Regions from separate parts of the Sus scrofa genome. Here region 2 is linked to region 1. A link is a contact called in public Hi-C data. All regions are on one chromosome and are shown on one strand. The core of a region is the stretch at or near the end of the contact, and the rest is flanking DNA. Distances in the headings are between cores, read along the strand shown.

The links. A called contact is a pair of places that touch in the nucleus more often than the background predicts.
Region 2: a Hi-C map of fetal skeletal muscle shows a contact between it and region 1, with 2.5 times the contacts expected there. The contact joins two enhancer-like sites. A contact is called at or near these places in 12 of 47 Hi-C or Micro-C datasets (alveolar macrophages, embryonic fibroblasts, epiblast stem cells and 8 more) and 1 of 2 datasets of contacts at active chromatin or transcription factors (skeletal muscle).

Annotation. Positions count from the first base shown.
Region 1 is chr7:29,051,883-29,058,236 of Sscrofa11.1, forward strand. It overlaps DST (dystonin), which reads left to right. Exons shown (of 101, transcript XM_021098579.1): 6 at 1,288-1,377; 7 at 1,931-2,029; 8 at 3,798-3,875; 9 at 6,271-6,354. Among named protein-coding and RNA genes, the nearest start is that of DST, 240 kb to the left of the region's middle. Within about 2 kb of position 2,844, at least 1 of the 83 cell types and tissues checked has an H3K27ac peak or open chromatin away from gene starts, as enhancers often do. A contact at or near this core is called in fetal skeletal muscle, where this site is marked.
Region 2 is chr7:29,349,188-29,355,541 of Sscrofa11.1, forward strand. No RefSeq gene overlaps it. Among named protein-coding and RNA genes, the nearest start is that of COL21A1, 62 kb to the right of the region's middle. Within about 2 kb of position 2,919, at least 29 of the 83 cell types and tissues checked have an H3K27ac peak or open chromatin away from gene starts, as enhancers often do. A contact at or near this core is called in fetal skeletal muscle, where this site is marked.

The DNA of each region.
Region 1 (6,354 bases), core at 1,594-4,093:
ATAACAGGCTTGGAACCCAGGCCTACGGACGGGAGGGAGAAGCTGTTATGGGTTGAGTATTAGCTTTCTGTTAATGTAGATGTGCTTATGAAAACTCCCTGCCAGAGTACCCTTTGTGGCTGGGCAGGTTAAGAACACGACTTCCTGTCCATGACGATGTGGGTTCGATCCCTGGCCTCTCTCAGTGGGTTAAGGATCTGGCGTTACTGCAGGTTGTGGCGTAGGTGGCAGATGTAGCTCAGATCTGGTGTTGCCATGGCTTGGTGTAGGCCAGCAGCTATTGCTCTTATTCTACCCCTAGCCTGGGAACTTCCTGCCACGGGAAAGTTTACGTTGTGTGGTGGAATTTTGGACAGAGGTCTTACAACTTCACATATATGAATTTTAAAGAACTTTTAAATTTTAAAACCATCATACACTCACAAGAATTTTTATTTTTATTTATTTATTTTTTTAAATAGTACGTAGAATCTCATGTACGCTTTACCCAGCTTAGCATCTGTGGACTTTCCAGATGTGGAATGTGTACCTTTGGCTTCCCGGATCTTGTGGCCCAGAGGTTGGGAAAACTATGGGGGAGGGGGGGGCCACATGTAAAAACTATCCCCTCTTGCTAATGTGGCTCTGTTTGCTGCACCAGAAATTGTAATTCAGCAGAGTTCCCTGGTGGCCTACCAGGTGAAGTGTCTGGCTTTGTCACTGCAGTGACTCGGGCTTGATTGTCCTGGCCCTGGGAACTTCCACATGCCAAGGGTGAGGCCAAAAATAAACAAACAAACAAAAAAAGGAATCATAATTCAGGTCAGAGCACTGCCTGTACTTTAAAAATCAGAACTCTGTGTAGTTGGCTTTTATTTGTTCTGATATGTTTAAAAATGTAATACTTCTCCTTGTCCTTATGAATTATTAATCTGAAAGTTACTTTGGCTTTTTTTTTTTTTTTTTTTTTTGCTTTTTAGGGAGCTTCAGCCACACCGCAGCCACAGCAACACCTCAGCCATAGCAACACCAGATCCTTAACCCACTGAGCGAAGTCAGGGATTGAACACACAACCTCATGGTTCCTAGTCAGATTCATTTCCACTGTGCCACGATGGGAACTCCTTTTTCGCTTTTAAATTTTCCTTTTTAAATAGTGAAAGAATCCAAACCTTTTTGGAATTACTGCAGGAATGAATACATGGGGTGTCCCATGTGCAGTGTCCCTTGTTCCCCTTCCTTGTTGGAGTATCAAGGGTGATTGTGGCTTCTAGGATCAAGCGTTCTCAATTGCTTTTCTTCCCGTAGGTTCGGAAACATGTGAACGACCTCTACGAAGACTTAAGGGACGGACACAATTTGATCTCTCTTTTAGAGGTTCTTTCGGGAGACACCTTGGTAAGTTTTCAATTTTCTGATTTATCCTGAAGAACTTGAAACCCTCTTTTGCATAGGACTCATCTGTTTCCAGCACAGATTGTTCAGATTTTTGCAGCATTCATCTTTAGCGCTGCTGCGAATCTTGCCTGCAAAAAGTGTTCTGGTTCGGTCCCTAAGCATTTTCCGACTTCAAATGATGTGACTTCTGGAGGCGGAAGCACTTCGATAACCTTGCTTATGTAATTAGTTCTATAATTAAAATAAGACTTTTGTTCTTGCTTCTTTTTTCCTTTTGGGTTTTGTGTTGTTGGTTTTTTTTTTTTTTTGATCGGAAGTTGGATGCATACTATAACTAACTTATTCAAAGACTCACAAAGAGCAAGGAGATAAGCATCGCTTTCTGAAAACTGGTCTAACCCCGTCCACAAGTGTCATCTCCTTTTTTTGTGAACGCCCCTTCCCCTTCCTGGTTACCTGTTCTCCTTCATTATGTTCTGTTCATGCTCTTCTTTTCATTTCTGGTCTGTCTTGTGTCTTTGCTGTCCTATCTTCTGTCTGTTATATTCATTAGCCAAGGGAGCGAGATTTTTTGAAGACCTTACGATTGGTGAGTGCCACAGAAGCATGCGCGTATGAACAGCATGACGATGTGGAGGATGAGGATAAGGGGGTAGGTGTCAGCCCCCATAACTCAACTAACCTAGTCCAGTGCGGTGAGCACTAATGTGATAGCGAGTAACCCCTGGGTTCGGGCTCCTTCTTAGCACCCTGGAGAAAGGACCAGAACCCTCAGTGAGGTGGATGTGTGTGCACCAAAAAATTGGACAGAGGATGTACGTTCTCTTTCCATGGATTGATTGATGACTGCCCTGCATGGTATTGGCATCTCTGTACTTGAATCATAGGATGGGAGTTTAGCTACGGAAGTCGATATACATCTTGTATAAGTATGGACGTCTTACGACCAGCCTGCTCATGTTTATGCCAATCTATTTCCACTTCCGAAATTGATACTTCAGACATAACAATGACCTGTTGCTTAATTTGACGGAACTTATGGACATTTCTGTAATGTTTAAGAGTATGCTGGGGGGTACCCTGGTGGCGCAGCAGAGCAGGTAAAGGATCTGCCATTGTCACCGCGGGTTCGAACCCTGGCCCTGGAACTTCCCCATGCTGTGGGTTTGGACCAAAAAAAGTTTGTTTTAAATCATATCTATTGGTAGTAGGTAGTCGATGGCCCTTCTTTACCTATCTTCACGCATCTGGATTTACTTAGGGGGCATGTTTTAAACACTAGAGTCCTGACAGAGCTGTTTAACCCCTGGGATGCTCAGTTGACCCACCTCTGTTTGTAAGACAGATGTGCTTCTTGTGTCATCACATCTCTAGTGCCCCAGTGTCATGGAACTTGTGCTTTTTGGACCCATTGGGGAGTTCATCACCCTCATGTCTCCCATTAGATGGAACTTACTTTCCCATCCCGTGTGATCTGCCGGCTGTTCCATTCTGCTGCCTTTGGCTGAGGCCACCTGTTTCTGTTTGAGCAGCTCAGCTGTCAGTTATTTTTTCTCTTTGGAAGATTTTATGTGGTACATTCCAGCTCCATTCTTTGTATTTTTGTTGAACATTTTCTCAGCTCTGTTTCCTTGTTTTCCTTCTGCTAACGTGTCACGTTTCTTAAGGGAAACGGCATCAAGGAAAAAGAACGATGAGTTGTCGGTTTTCCTGAAGCAGCAAATCACATGTCCATCCCCAGGCAGTGTAACCCTGTGATAAAGAGCCCAGCTGATTTTGTGCAAAAGCGCAAATAAAATACAGAGGAAATAGATTACCTGGCTTTAATTGCTTTTCTCTTGTCCTCTGTCATGGCTAAGTAAAATTCCACTGGCTTTCTCCTTCTTGGTGATTTTTTATACTAACTGCATGCTGCTTTTTATATCACTTTCATTAACATGCCATACCTAGTTAATCATGAAGACCTTCCTGGCAATAGTCAGAGTTTATTAAGAAGGCAAAATGGGGAATGGTATTTAATTCTTGTTGTGCATCCATAGCTAAAAAGTCTAGGCTAGAATTGTAGTATAGTAACTAAACTTTGTATGTGCTATCGTATTTTCTCTTTTCCTTTTAAGAAAGGAAGAAAATGTTTTGAATAAAGCATCTGTTTATATAAAATGTTTTGAATAAAGCATCTGTTTATATAAAACACATTCAGAAAAATCCCTAGTATAAATTCAATCTCAGATAATGCGAAAAAAATTAAAAATACCATTTTAAAAGTTTAATGGATTTACCCAAACAGTAAATATTGTCTTGACGTAGTAAGATGAGCATAAAGTATATTTGTATCGTATATTCAGCATGAGTATACTTAGCATGGTCAGTGGCATCAGAAACTACAGTGTTTTTTATACCTTGCATTTTTTTATTCTTAGCCCCGAGAGAAAGGTCGGATGCGTTTTCACAGACTACAGAATGTACAAATTGCACTTGACTATTTGAAAAGACGCCAGGTATGATGTTTTTCAAAGACTATACACGTAACTGAACAAATCTGCATAGCACCATGTTTGGGTATGAAGAAGTTAAATTTGCAGATTATGATAATTAAACTTGTGCTTTTGTGAGACAGATATTTTAAAATGATTTTAAACATTTGTTCCAAAGAAAAGGAAGTTAATAGTGGGCATAAGTCCAGAGCAATCATAAGTGGCTACATTTCTATCTGAATAAGAGCTGCTGATTTTCCTTCCTTGGGAATTGGAACACTTTTGCCAAGGAAGTTAATTTAATGACATTGTAGTAGCAATAGAATGTTAAGAATGTGAAGAGTTCTTAGTCGTGGGGAGACAATATTTTTTTATGCTCACCTTATAAAATTATGTTATTTTTATAAAAGCTAACTTTATATAATACTTCAAAAAACTTTGCATCTGTATTTTTCATACTTAGTAGTGAGGAGGCAATAGTTGCTTTTTTTTTTCTGGGCTACAGAGTGCAGTGGCTTCATGTGGGATCTCAGTTCCCAGACCAGGGAACAACCAATAGATGATTTTTTTTTTTTTTTTAATGAGTAGCTAAAACTGGGTAATTTATAAGTGGTTAAAAATAAAAGTTCTGGGAGTTCCCATTGTGACTCAGCACATTAAGAACCCAGGTAATATCCACGAGGATGCTGGTTCAATCCCTGGCGTCGCTCACTTGGTTGAGGATCTGACTTTGCTGTGAGCCGTAGTGTAGGTCACAGATGCAGCTTGGATCTGGTGTTGCTGTGGCTGTGGTGTAGGCTGGCAGCTGCAGTTCCAATTTGACCCCTAGCCTGGGAACTTCCATATGCTGTGGATGTGCCCCTAAAAAGAGGGAGAAAAAAGCCAGTTCTGGAATCCTCCTGTGGCTCAGAGGGTTAAGTACCCATCGGTGTCACTCTGTGGCTCCAGTCGCTGCTGTGGTGCAGGCTCATTTCCTGGCCTGGGAGCTTCCACATGCCATGGGTGTGGCCATAAAAAGAAAAATTAAAAAACAAACAAAAAGACAATTTTGACAGCAATCCCCAACTGACTTGAGGTTTCAGAAGAAATCATAGAAAAGAATGAGCAACGTCTTGGACTTGATCTTGGTTAGTTAACACTGTGTGTTATAGTGATATAAGCCAAATAATTGGTAATTTTCAATGAGTAGAAAAAAAGAGATAAAGAAACTCAGGAGAACTGAAATTTACTGAAAAAAGTGAAAAAGAAAGGGAGGGCCAGGAGGACAAAGAGACCCTGTCTGTTATTAATCCTCCATTTAGCTTCTTATGAACATCGAAATGGTTTTAGTTATTAAATGCTAGCAATTACTCTGTACTTATATTTTGTAAATTTTATTGGTATTTGCCTTACCATTCTTAATTCTAGTGGAAGTTTCCAGAAGGACTAATGGTTAATTATGTCTCCTTGTCGAAATATTTTTGGCAGTGATTTGTCCAGGAAAGAAAATCTTAGGTGTTATTGTCTTTAATTCATGATATTTTGATTCGTTTTAATTCTTTTTCCAGGAAGTAAATGTTAGATACCATCATGACATTTATTTACCTGAATGTGTAATTTGACGGTTGATAAGCTTTAAGTCTAACTATTATATTATTTTTAAAGTTTTGAATCATTTTCAAGTGACATATATTTATCTACCTTGGTAACAATTTATGGCAGACAAATAGAATAATAATGCTAGAGGTTGGGGGTTTTTTTACACTCATTGTGACAGAAGTGTGAGAAAGTTATTATTATTTGATGGTTTGGAATAGTTTCCTACCTATTTGTTAAAAGAAAGCTTATTTTCAAAAGACAAAATTATTTCTGGGAGTTCCCGTTGTGGTGCAGCAGAAACAAATCCGACTAGTATCCATGAAGTTGTGGGTTTGATCCCTGGCCTTGGCTCAGTGAGTTAAGGATCTGGCGTTGCCATGAGCTGTGGTGTAGGTTGCATACTCGGCTCGATCCTGTATTGCTGTGGCTGAGGTGTAGGCCAGCAGCTGCAGCTCTGATTTGACCCCTTGCCTGGGAACTACCATATGCCATGGGTGCAGCCCTAAGAGGCCAAAAAAAAAAAAAAAAAGAAAAAGAAAAATCTGATTTAAAAATTTTTAGGATTTCTTGCTTGAGTTGTGTTTTTGTTTTGACAAGTGTACTTTTAATGCTTGTTGTAGAAGACAAAACCAAAATAATACTGATTTTTTTTTTGTAGTTACTCTATATTTAAAATCTAAAGTGAGTGGGGATGGGGGTAAAACAGTATTTTAAGGGTTATTAGTATTTAAATTTCTCAGGCTTTCTTTGTATGTGTAATGTAGAGTCACGTTTATGTAAGTAACAATGACTCGTGCTGGTTTGAAAAAACTGTTTTCTCTCTTCTTCACAAATAAAACAGGTGAAATTAGTGAATATTAGAAATGATGACATAACAGATGGAAATCCCAAATTGACTTTGGGATTAATATGGACAATAATTTTG
Region 2 (6,354 bases), core at 1,669-4,168, 300 kb after region 1:
TGTGACAGCCCTGCTCAAAGATCAATTAGATCCCTGCCCAGATTGACAGACACGGAAGAGAGAAGTTCCTTTCATGTTGGGTTAAGCTGGGTCATTGGGACCTCAGGGCAGCTGTTTGCAATCAGATTCTTATTTGCAAGCTGTAGAAAACCACTCTGGTTGATTCAAGTAGAGAAGAAATTTGTGGAAAGGTTACTGGGTATCAGAAGGAATCCCTGGGAGAGCCAGAGCCCAGGGTACATGGTCCACAGTGGGGAGTGTGGCCCCAGTACACCCAGGTCAAGTCTGGTGGGGACTGCAGCTGCACATGGAGGCCTTGACCTGCAGAGCGGACCCTGCGCCCAGGCCCCAGGACCCTAGACACCACCAGGAACGCAAGCTCCCCAAGGGAGAGGTCCCTCCACGTTCCTGCTCTTCCTCCTTTTCTTTTTCTTTGCTGCATCTACTGCGGGTTCCAGATCTAGGACGGCGCCCGGGTTACACCCCTGAGGCCCCAGCTGGAAAGGCGTTTGGGAAAAGAAGCATCTGACATTGTCAGCCTCTGCGGGGGGGCAGGGGGGACTCAGGAGGGGAGCAGGTCCCAGGACCCAGAGGAGTTCCAGATGCTGCCAAACAAAAGTCATGGGAGAAATAGGCTGCAGAATTCAGCCTAGGTAGAGAGGGAGGAAGAGCCAAGAAACAGAGAGACAGACAAAACCCAGATGATATGGAAACCCCTGCATCTAGATGTGCCTCAGACTTTAAAAAACAAAAACCTGACCTATTTATGTTAGCTGATAAATTCCTCTTTTGGCCTAAGTTGCAAACTCTCATTTGCCTCGAGCGCGAGCAAGTGAGCATCTGTCACTGTAAACAAGAGCCTCCTGCCTTATATGGTGCTGCTTTTGCAGTGAGGACACATCCCATTCCCGCTGCTTCCCGGGACGCTTTGCCTGAGTTCTCTCCGCCAGTGCCTTCTGAGTACACTTGACATGTGGTGGGCACATGGACAGCCCAGGTGACAAGGGGACACAGCCCTTCCTGCCAGCTGGCCAGCATCCTAGGGGGGCTCTGCACCACTCTCCCCCACCCCCTGCCCACTTCTCTCAGACTTTGCTCCTGTCTCCTGTGTTTTAAGGAATATGATTCTCGGCTGGGGAGCCTTCCAGGACCACGTTCTGTGTCCAGATGTGGGTTAAGGAACCAAAATGCACGTGTGGGATCTGTGTAAGCACAGAGCCAGGAGCCAGAGTCTCGCTCTCCGGGAATGGGCATACCTGGGCTCCATGCAACTGGTTTTCTGGTATAGGACATACCCCCCAAAATTTATCCCCTAGAGGAAGTCACGTCTCAGAGCTGTGCCCTCAGTCCTTTGGGCAGATCTCCTGTTGCTGGTCCCCCTTCGTCCTCTGCCCTCTGCCCTCTCCCCTACTTCCCGGGCTCACCCTGGGGCCTCACCCCAGCTTCACGGAGCAGGGATCACAGGATGAGGCTGGACACCCTTTCTGCCGTCTGCTTTCTTTCCTTCTCCGATGCCCTGGGGGCTGAGGCCTTGGGGGCTTTGGCCCTGGAGAAGTGGGTGAGGAGTCCAGGAGCTTAGGGCCAGGAGCAGGAAGTTCAGGCCTCCCTGGCCTCCGAAATGTCCACCTTCCTCCTGGGCAGCTGAGATGCTCTGTGAAGAGTGTGGCTCCCTCGCTTGAGCTCCCTGGAAAGCTGGACAGCAGATTCTGCACGTTCCCCGGGGTATGAGAGCTGACCCCTCGGCCCAAACTGTCCCTTCCGTGGAAACTGATAAATTTGGGGCTGGTACCTGGGCAGGGGAAGAAAGGATGGGGAAACCGTGCTGGCCTCTGTGAGGCTTCAAGGCCCCTTCAGAGATGGACCTCAAAGCCTCTGGCCAAGACAAGAATGACCAGCTGCCTCATTGTAATGCCCCCCCACCCCCACCTTAAGCAACTTGCCCTACTCCTCCCTGCCCCCCCCACTAGGAAAGGCATGTGACCCACTCCTCACCCGGCCCTCACAGAGACCTTACACGCCCCCTGCCAACCAGCAAGTGTATCCTGACACTCCTCTTTCCCCAACAATCAGCAGGTCAGCAGGTGCATCCTGAGCCCTCTCCTCTCCCTGGGCTATAAAAACAGACATGACCATGCACCCCCGGGGTCAGCTCTCCCTGATTAAAGGGAAGTTGTCCCGCTGGGTTAACAGCATCTCTCTCCCCCCAATAAACGTGTCTTTTCTTCACCTTGCTCTGAATCCAAAAAATTCTTTTTTCCAATGACGTGCACAGACCACCACAGCTTCCCCTCACCTGCCGGCCCCCAGGGCACCTGAAGCCAGGGGGGCTGTGAGTCGACGAGGTCTTGCTGGTCAGGAAGCAGCAGGTGGGCCGTGATGCTCTGTGGTCTCACTGAGCCAAAGCCAAACAACTGCTAAGACATCCCCCAGCTCAGCCCCCCCAACCCCGCTGGTGTTGCCATCTAGACTCTAAATCCTCTCCCTGCGCTCAGATTTGCAGTGAACCTACTGCGTAAATAGCAGATGCCAAAAACAGAGGGACGATATGTTTCTGACTTTTTAAACACGGATGACATTTAACTTCTCTTGAAACTTCCAGGCTCCGGGCTGGATCACACCCGTTGGCCTCCTTTCCTTTTGAACCCGCAGGGTTTGCAGCAGATGTGAGCAGAGGTCACGGTCAGCATGTGGTGTGGCTCCCGGAGGAAGTGAAAGCAGGTTTTTCAAATGACCTTTCAATTCTTGAAGGCATTTCCTTTTCCCATTAAAAAAAAAAAAAAAAAAAAAAATTATACCTTAACCTGATTAGGAATATGTAAATAAGCTGCTTTCTTCCTCTTATGTTCTCCCATCGGTTGCGCTGCAACACCCGTCCTTCCCCTGGAAATGGGAGGGTCTGATGCAATTATTCTCCATGAAGGACAATGCAGGCCTCTGGGGTCCTTGCCAAGTACGCTTCCTGCCAGGCCCGCTCCTTCCCTCGGTTTAATTATGAGCGATTGTTTGGGCTGCGATGTGAAGAAATATTAGAGAATGGAAAACAAGACCAGGGTTCAGAATATCAGGCTGTAACTGATTCATGTTCTGGCAAGAATCCTCCACTCGATCTCACGCTTCAGCCTGGTGACAGGTCCAGGGAGCAGCCTTGCCCTATAAGCACATGAAGCCCAATTCCCCCATTTATTTTGAAAAGGTCCAAATAGAAGCATTTGAAAAATGCAGGGACAGCCCCAGGCCACAGGGCAAAGGTCTGTGTTAGCCGTGGGCAGTGCCCTTTTCCCAGAGCCCACGGTCCTTTTAAACTGGATATGAGCACCCCCAAGACGGAGCTGGTGTGTCAGATTTTATTGCTTAGTTTTCATGTATTTGACTTGTCTCACGTTTTGCAGGAAGGCTCTGATTCGTTCTCACGGCGTGTCTCAGGGAGGAAAGCCGGGCCCGAGGGGAAGCAGGGGACAGAGGTTTTGACTCTAGATGGGGGTCTGAATCAGCCCCTGAGTCAAAGCGTCAAGTGACCCCTGATGGGAGAGGGGAGCCGGGTGAGAAAGTCAGATCAGACCACCAGGGGCATTTCTTGTTTCTGCATTTTGGTGATTAAATAAAAGACTGTGAATGAAAAATGCCACCTGCCATCTCAGTAAACAGAGGATGTGGCCACCAGCCGCCGTGACAGCTGCCCTAATGGAGAGCCCAGAGGGAGCTCAGGATGGAGACGGAATGACCACCATCAAATCATCAGACTCTGCAGCCCACACCCCCACCCCGACTCCCCCAGGGGGCTCCCTGAGAAGGAAAGCACAGGATGCTGGCCCCAGAGAGCCGAGGTGCGTATCAAAGGCATGCTTGCGGTGAGTTCAGACTTTCCATCTTCCCATACATAGGAAAGCTCTAAATTCCTTAACTTGAGAGATCTGGTTTTCATTAATTACCAGTAATCTCTTGAAGCTCCAACTACCTGGTCCTTGCTGCAAAAACTCCTATATGTCCTGCCTCCCCCCACCCCCACCTCTTCCTTAGAGCTATCTGAGAAGCTGCCGCCCAGGCTCCAAGTCCTCAAATTCTGCCGAATAATACTTCACTCCCCTTCCCCCCACCCCCCTCCCTTCCCCCTTGGCAACCACAAGTCTGTTCATGTCTGTGAGTCTGTTTCTGTTCTGTCGATAGGTTCATCTGTGCCATATTTTGGATTCCATATAAGTGATGAGATCTTACCATAAAGCACAGGGAACTCTATCCAGTCCTTGGGCTAGAACATGATGGAAGATAACATGAGACAAAGAATATCCTGAGAGTTCCTGTCATGGCTCAATGGAAACGAATCCAACTAGGAACCATGAGATTGCAGGTTCAATCCCTGGCCTCGCTCACTGGGTTAAGGATCCGGTATTGCTGTCAGCTGTGGTGTAGGTTGCAGACGCATCTCAGATCTGGTGTTGCTGTGGCCCTGGTGTAAGCTGACAGCTGTAGCTCTGATTAGACCCCTAGCCTGGGAACTTCCATGTGCTGTGGGTCCCGCCCTAAAAAAAAAAAGCAAAAAAAAAAAATTGTCTGTATATATATGACTGGGTCACCGTGACCTACAGCAGAAATTGACACAACACTGTAAATCAATGATACTTTAATTAAAAATTAAAAAAAGAAACTATGGGACCAAACTTTTAAAAAGAAATTACGTATTTCAACCAAAAAACCCATAACTCAACTGTTAGGTTGTGCTTTTTTTTTTTTTTTTTTTTCAGTTGACAAGACATAGACAGAAAAGCATAAAAAGAAATTTTAAATTGCCTCATACCTCACTGCCTAGCGATAACACCTGTGCACCTTCGAGTCTTTTCCTGTGCATGTATTTTTGAATAATTACAAACATTCAACTAAACTCTTTTGTAATATACTTTTACAATAAAAATATATCATGAGTATCTCCCTTGCTGTTAATTCTGAGGAAATAAGTTTTAGTGACTGGATACAATTACATTTCACAGCTGCACAAGCACCCTGAGTGTTAGGAGGTTTTGTGTAAATTTATATCCTGGTTGCTTTATTGAGAGTTTATTTGAATATCATTGAGGTTAAGCAGTTTTTTTTTCATATTTATGCCCATTTCTGTAATTCTCTTTTGGTGAAATACCTATTCCTGTCTTTGTCTATATTTCCATTAGGTGAGCTTGAATTCATCTTAATTAATTAGAAAGATTTCTCTCTGTGTGAACCATATTACCATAAGTTTATAGCTGTTTGCCTTCTTATTTTGTTCAGGGTTTTTTTTGTTTTTGTTTTTAGGGCCGCACCCATACCATATGGAGGTTCCCAGGCTAGGGGTCAAATCAGAGTTGTAGCTTCCTGCCTACGCCAGAGCCACAAAAATGCCAGATCTGAGCTGCATCTGCAACCTACACCACAGCTCACGGCAACATCGGATCCTTAACTCACTTAGCAAGGCCAGGGATCAAACCTTCGACCTCATGGATGTTAGGTTCATCTCCGCTGAGCCACGATGGGAACTCCAAGGGTGTTTGTTTGTTTGTCTGTCTTTTGTCTTTGTAGGGCCAAACCCAAGGCGTATGGAGGTTCCCAGGCTAGGGATCCAATTGGAGCTACAGCTGCTGGCCTACACCACAGCCACAGCAATGCAGGATCTGAGCCGTATCTGCAACCTACACCGCAGCTCATGGCAAAAACAAATCCTTAGCCCCCTGAGTGAGGCTGGGGATTGAACCTGAAACCTCGTGTTTCCTGGTCAGATTCATTTCCGCTGCGCCATGATGGGAACTCCAAGGGTTTTTATTTTTAAGGTAGGAAGATTTACAATCGTATGTGGTCACAGATATCAGGTTTTTTCTTTACCTCTCCTTGTGATTTTTTGGCCCCCAAAAGCCTCTGGGCCCCCAGAGTGTGTACTTTCCAACCCTTTCTTTCGATTTTTTTTGCAAATTTTACATTCAGCTCCCTCTTACTGGAATTCCTGTTGCTGTGTGATATGCAGGATGGCTTTGAATTGTCCTTGCACTTGTGGAGTGTCCTTTTCTGTTCGGAATTGCAGTGCAGGTCACAGCTGCAGCTTCGATTCAGTCCCTGGCCCGGGAACTTCCATATGCCGAAGGAGCAGCCATTTAAAAAAAATCAGTTTGGGGTGAAAAATAACATACAATAGCTGATAATTTCCTATGCTACATTTATGCACTATTGAGATATTCTGAGTCCTCGTAGAGAAGAATGATTTCTAATATCTGAACATAGCAAATCAGGTGTTTTCAAAATTTTTTTTTTCTTGCCAAACATGCCACAGAAGTTTAGATATTTAAAACACTCTATAATTTGCTATATGTTTACTGGAAATTTTCAATAAGCTTTCTT